Linked DNA regions of Mus musculus: region 2 is linked to region 1. The links are chromatin contacts, called in public HiChIP or PLAC-seq maps. All regions are on one chromosome and are shown on one strand. Each heading gives the region's core, a stretch centred on a gene start, on an enhancer-like site or on the middle of the called end of the contact. The rest is flanking DNA. Distances are from core to core; before and after follow the strand shown.

Region 1 (3,160 bases), core at 391-2,890:
AGCCTGCTTTACAAAGAGGTAAGCTCCTATCCTGGGACCTATGTGGTATCTGGATGCTGATCTCTAGGGAACCTGGAAAAGTTGCCTTTGGGATGGAGTTAATTTATTGTTTGGACCACACATGTCCTTCATTCTTGAAAGCTTGTTTCCCAGCCTTTTGAGACATGGTGAACGGTCAGGAGATGGTAGGAATAATGGAAGTATTTTATATAAGTAACATATTTAAGTAAGTAATTTATGAGGGTGTGCCCTTGGAAAGAATGTCAGCACCTCCATCTCTCTTCCTATTCCCCCCCCCCACTCCTCTTCCTCTCTCTTCTCTATTATGATGGGAGAAAATCTGCATGCTTCCTGCCATGATGTATTGCCAACCAGAGGCCTAAAGTACCAGAGCATGCTGACTATGGCCCCACACCTCTCAAACTGTAAGCCACAAAAAGCATCTTCTCCTTGGATGGTATTTCTAGGAAAAGGGTGTTGTCATAGTGATGGAAAGATGACTAACACTATTTGGAGGGCTCAAGGATGTCTCTTAGAATTGACAGTACATCTATTCTCTCTCCAATCCATTGGCTCAGGAAAACAAAGCAGAGAGTACTTACAGATCTTTGAGAGACATGTGTTAGGATGGGGAAAAAAAAGCATGTATAGAAATAAAAACATCAACAGTGGGTTGATTGACATTCTGTATCCTTCCTGGGTACATGTGTCATTTTTAAAAACATGAATTTATATAGTCCCTTCATCAAGACACAGGACCCTGCCTGCCTCTAAAGTTCAAAGTAGACATGTAACTTTCTTTAGCCAATGTATGGTCATACACAGAACAATGGGGCTTTGACTTCAAGTGACAATTTTTTCTTCTTTCTTGGAAACATATCACTGCTATGAAAACAAGCCTAGACTGGCTATCAAAAGAATGAGATCAAGTAAAGCTGAGCCCAGTTCATTCACCCAAGGACATCTTAGGTCAGCCAGTTGTCACGTGGCCCTAAAACATGTGAGTACAAATAAGATTGACAGTGCTGTCTAGCCAACCTAGGATTGCTTATATATACATTCGTGAGCTAAGCTGGGCTCAGCAAAACTACTGAAGTGCTCTGTGAGCATTTGAGAAATAGCAGTCCACTGTTTTAAATATAGAGTTTTGGTGCCTTTGCTATCCAGTTGTTGCTCCCCACTGGAGCCAGGGAAGCTGCCTCTCAGAGTGATGTGAGGGCCAGCTAGCCTATTTACCCTCTTTTAGCTTGGATTACTTGATTCATGAAATCTGAGTGTACTGCTGTGATGACATGCTAACTGTGTGGGACACTAGAGATTTTTTTACCTGTAATATTTTGACAACAAACATGGGACCGATTATATTTCTAGGGATAAGTAAATGCAATTATTTAAATGAACAGAGCACATAATTAGCACTTAACAAATCTTGTCTGTTTTTACTCTTTTTATGTGTGAGATGGAAGAAAAGAACCTAAGGGGACATAAAGACACTTCATGAGAATAAATTCCACATGACATGCTTTCGTTCACACATCAAAGGACGAAATAGTTATTTTCTTTATCTTTCTTGAGTGATGTGTTTATTTTGAGAGAAATCACTTCCTTTACACTTCTGTGTACTGGGCATGCGTCCAAACCGACACAAAGAACTTCAGATGACGGCACCCTCTCACCTACTTCTTCAGGGCAGCCATGTGTTGCTTTGCTTTATTGGGCTCCCTTGTGAAGGCTCCTTTTCTGCCTGGGTGGATGGTAAGTGTTGACATTTACTCAGGTCCAAGGAGATAATACGCTTTTGTGACCTTGAGTCCTTCCCCAGCAGCGGAAGAACAGAACCAGAGAATTTCATTTTATATGATTGTATTACTTCAAAAGTGAAGGTGAACAGTCACACATTTTATGGCTAGAAAAATACCACTGAATGTAGTTCTATAGAGAACTCTATTTTGTCGCTATATATTTCACAATCTCAAGTAAGGGCTTAAAATTCCCCTTTATTCACAGGGTAGGTTGTTTCCAAATGAAACATGATGATTTGACGTAGCAATCAAAAAACCTTGCAGGTTACCCATGGATTCTTCAATATAGTCATTTTATTCCTGGATCGCCTCCGAAATTGTTCTTGCATTTTTAATTAAGTGCTTCTAAAGATAGTGCAGCCGATTTCCCTTCCCTTCCTTATTCCTTCCTTCCTTCCTTCCTTCCTTCCTTCCTTCCTTCCTTCCTTCCTGCCTGCCTGCCTGCCTGCCTGCCTGCCTTCCTGCCTTCCTGCCTTCCTGCCTTCCTGCCTTCCTGCCTTCCTTCCTTTTCTTCTCCTCCCTCCTTTTTCCATCCCTTCTGTCTGTTTCTGACTTAAAATTAAAATTTTAAGCCTTTCTAGTATATAAGATAGATACCTGGAGAATGGTCACAGAGAATGGCAGGAAATCAATACAGGGTATATTTTTAAGCCAAATTATTGATTCAAGTAACTGGAGCCCAACTCTGCTAAAAACCAAAGTTCTTGGTGTATACACCTCAGAGTTATCAAACTTGGGGTGTGTGTGAAGGAATTGAGATATGTATTCATCAACATATAGAATCCAGCTTAAATCTACTAACTGAGAAGAGTTAGTTCCTACACTAGAATTAGGTAGGACTTGCTCACCTGCATCATATGGGCAAACACATCCCAACATTTTAGGAAAGGACTATAGTGCTAGGGGTTAGGCTTGCATCTCAGGTATAATAACAGCTCAGGGGTATGTGTAGGGCTCCAAAAAAAAAAAAACTGTACTGCATGATATGAGAATCTATTATTCACTGAAAAGGATCATCCACTACTTTGCCCTTCTGAAATCCCTCTAATTTTATTTAATCTCTTGAGGGAACTGGGATCTGGCAGAGCTACTCTTTCTTCTCTCTCTCTCTCTCTCTCTCTCTCTCTCTCTCTCTCTCTCTCTCACACACACACACACACACACACACACTCTCTCTCTCTCTCTCTTTCTATATATGTGTGTGTGTGTGTGTGTGTGTGTGTGTCTGTGTAGTTTGGAAGAAACTGGTTTTATTTGTGTGTAGCTTGGAATGAACACACTACACAGTCCTGGTCAATACTACAAAACATCTTGTAGTGACTGGCTTGGAGGTGGGTGTATGATCAAAGTCAGTTTTT
Region 2 (3,414 bases), core at 55-2,554, 320 kb before region 1:
GAATGTATATATGTATACATGTGCACATGCTTGTGTGAGCCATGGTGCTAATGAACAACTCATAATAGTCAGTTGCCTCATTCTACAATGTGGATACTGGGAATCACAGTTCCCAATCAGGCTTGGGAACAAGGGCCTTGACTTGCTGAACCTTCTTGCTGATTCTCAAAAGAGTGGTTTGAACACAAGTAAGTCAACTAAGATGCCCTGGGTTCATACTTGAGATTCAGTCATCTATGTAGGTACAGCTATTGCATTAATGGTAAAGGTTTAAGGCAATATGAGCTTCTACTTAGGGTTATGCTACTGGTGCTATGCTGGCCATAGGGACTCTGTTAATGTATTATCTACACACCAGTTTATTAGATGGATGCTGGACAAGTTTAATTCACTTCAGTAGTCACTTGCTGGATTGTCTTCCATGTGCAAGGCTACAAGAGTCCACAAGGCATAAAGGGTAAAATGCCTTGACTGGCAAAGACCAGGTATTCTATAAATAACAGAATAAACAACCAGATGAATATGGTAGACATTCTACTGGGAGGAAAAGGAGATGTATAAGAAGTGGGTAAGAGATGCTGACTTTATAGTCTCCAAGGGGAGGACTCTGATAGAAATTTTGCAAGCTGTCGTTGGAAAGGAAGGTAGAAATGGAGCTTGGTGGGCATGCCTGAAGCCCCAGCTACTCATCAACAGGAAGGTTGCCAGCCAGCATGAGCAACTTAGTGATATCATGTCTCAAGAAGAAAACAAAAAAAGAAATTTGGTCTATAGTGCTAATGAGCATCAACCCAGCACTTATGAGGCTAAAGGTTCACATCCCAGCATCACATACAAAAATATTAACTAATAAAAGAATGAGTAAGAGAGTAGAATTTGTGAGTATTAAGAATCCACATGCGAATTTAGGTAAAGGAGTCCATAGAACATTCTTGAGGGCAGAGAACACTGAGACCATTTGCAACATCCGAGTTCTTTCCTTCCCAGATTGCTGGCTTCTGGCTTTTAGTGACACAGAAGACTTTTGCCTCTTGTTTCATAAAGAGAGAAGAACAGACCCCAGTTTTTCATGAAGACTTAGTAGCCAAGATGCTACTAAGTCTTCAAGGCACTAGGCTCCCTGGCTCTTTGCTTTGGCTCAACAACAGGGGATTTTTCTACCAGTCAGCTCACTCACTGCTCAGAATGCCTGGAACTCCAAGCGTTTGCAGATTGTAACATGGCCAGATCACTATGTGCTGCAGCCTGGACTCACCTAGTCAAATTACCACCAACTGGCCTGAAGCCACAGCCAAATCAGACCCACAGTTTTCCTGCCTTATTTAATCACCTGGGAGTGGAGTTCTGGAATGGCCTCTAATCTAGTGAACATACAGTAAAGAGTCTAAATGGAACAATCAATCCTTTTCTAGGGCTGAAGAGTCATAATTTTGGCATCTGGAACTAGATTTAAATGTTTCATACATTCCAGGAAGGAGAGAAGGGACTTTGATCTGCTAGGGCAGACACTCTGCCAGATGCTAATACTGCTTTCTTGTGTGTGTTGGTACTGTGAGAAAAGTATTATTACCAATTCACCCCAAATGCAAGAAACCGAGCTCCCGAGACTTGAAGGGCGGTAGTCAAGGACAAACAGTTTACTAAGTGTCAGAATTTGATTCTCAGCCCATCATTACCCAAACTTAGGTGTTTTCTGGAAATTTATTGTTGTATTTTGAGACAGGGTCTCACTATGTGTCCTTGAGTGGCCTGAAGCCAGAGATAGACATGCCTAGCCACTTGAGAATCTGCAATAATGCTCATCTTTTGAGATTTGACCTTCAATTCTCTTGTAGCTGAAGAATAGGTTTTTTTTTATTTTAATTTTCTAAGCTACATGGATTTACCCTCACACTATGCTAGATTCTGTGCCTTAAATTTTTTTAAAAATCATTTTTTAATTAGATATTTTCTTTATTTACATTTCGAATGTTATCCCCTTTCCTAGTTGCCCCTCCGAAAACCCCCTATTCCCTCCCTCCTCCCCCTGCTCACCAACCCACCCACTCCTGCTTCCTGGCATAGGCATTCCCCTATATTGGGGCATAGAACCTTCACAGGACCAAGGGCCTCTCCTCCCACTGATGATCAACTAAGCCATTCTCAGCTACGTATGCAGTTAGAGCCATGAGTCTCTCCGTGTGTTTTCTTTGATTGGTGGTTTAGTTCCAGGGAACTCTGGGGTTACTGTTACTTGTTTATGAGAAAGTTGCCATATTCTTCATCTCCTGGATCAGAAACAGAGACCAAGAGGCGTGAAATATCTTCTCTAAGATCGTGCTTCTCAGGAGACAGAATATAAACCAAGCTGCCCAAGCTAAAGCCAGTCCTCTTAGATCTGTTCCTCTGCAGTTTCTACTGGGATGCAGTTACATTGAAGAAGAGAGTGGAAAGACACTGGTTCATTTTATGAGGTGCAAAGCCCAGGCTCGAATAGGCTCAGCGTAAACATCTGTTAAACGGGGCTAAGGTTCATTGTGTGCAAAATGTTACCTGTGCATATTCTTTTTTGTGTGTGTGTGTGTTGGATAAAGGATGGAACGTAAGATCTTGTGCTTCTCAGGCAAGCCCTGGACTACAGAGCTATATCTCCAGCCCCTTAGATGCCACTTTCTACCTATATCCATTTGATACTTGCCCACATTTGTGGTAGTCTTTTTTTCCCCCCTACATTTTTTATTAGATATTTTCTTCATTTACATTTCAAATGCTATCCCAAAAGTCCCCTATACCCTCCCCTCACCCTGTTCCCCTACTCATTCACTTCCACTTGGCCCTGGCGTTCCCCTGTACTGGGGCATATAAAATTTGCTAGACCAAGGGGCCTCTCTTCCCAATAATGACCGACTAGGCCATCTTCTGTGTGCAGCTAGAGACACGAGCTCTGGGGTTACTGATTAGTTCATATTGTTGTTCCACCTATAGGGTTGCAGACCCCTTTAGCTCCTTGGGTACTTTCTCTAGCTCCTCAGTTGAGGGCCCTGTGTTCCATCCTATAGATGACTGTGAGCATCCACATCTGCATTTGTAGTAGTCTTAACACAAGTCAGAATTGGGCTACCTTGACTAGTATGACTACCAAGGCTTCTACACATGGTTTAGGATGTTGAGCAATACTATTTAGACAATGTAGCAGCATTGGGGGGCTCTACTCTACAAAGACCCCCTCTGGAGGGTAGGAAGAAATCAGATAGGGAGAAGGGAGGAGTTTTTTGTGCCTGCTTAGCCTCAGAATTCTGAAAAAGGAAGGTGGCCCTCCATGACAAGTGCTAGCAGGAGCAAGAAGGCAGGCAGGAGTGGAACACAGCAAATGAGTGAGTCTCATAAACTCACATGTGCACAGGTGCTGACCCTGCTCCTACAGTGTAAATTACT

Evidence for each region. HiChIP or PLAC-seq counts read pairs in DNA pulled down with a chosen protein or histone mark.
Region 2: an HNF4G HiChIP or PLAC-seq map of pancreatic cancer cells shows a contact between it and region 1. The contact joins two enhancer-like sites. A contact is called at or near these places in 1 of 15 datasets of contacts at CTCF or cohesin (the NIH/3T3 cell line), 1 of 484 Hi-C or Micro-C datasets (nephron progenitors) and 1 of 115 datasets of contacts at active chromatin or transcription factors (pancreatic cancer cells).

The regions. Positions count from the first base shown.
Region 1 is chr15:61,480,556-61,483,715 of GRCm38.p6, reverse strand. No RefSeq gene overlaps it. Among named protein-coding and RNA genes, the nearest start is that of Gm24696, 120 kb to the right of the region's middle. Within about 2 kb of position 1,640, at least 24 of the 459 cell types and tissues checked have an H3K27ac peak or open chromatin away from gene starts, as enhancers often do. A contact at or near this core is called in pancreatic cancer cells, where this site is marked.
Region 2 is chr15:61,795,916-61,799,329 of GRCm38.p6, reverse strand. No RefSeq gene overlaps it. Among named protein-coding and RNA genes, the nearest start is that of D030024E09Rik, 23 kb to the right of the region's middle. Within about 2 kb of position 1,304, at least 10 of the 459 cell types and tissues checked have an H3K27ac peak or open chromatin away from gene starts, as enhancers often do. A contact at or near this core is called in pancreatic cancer cells, where this site is marked.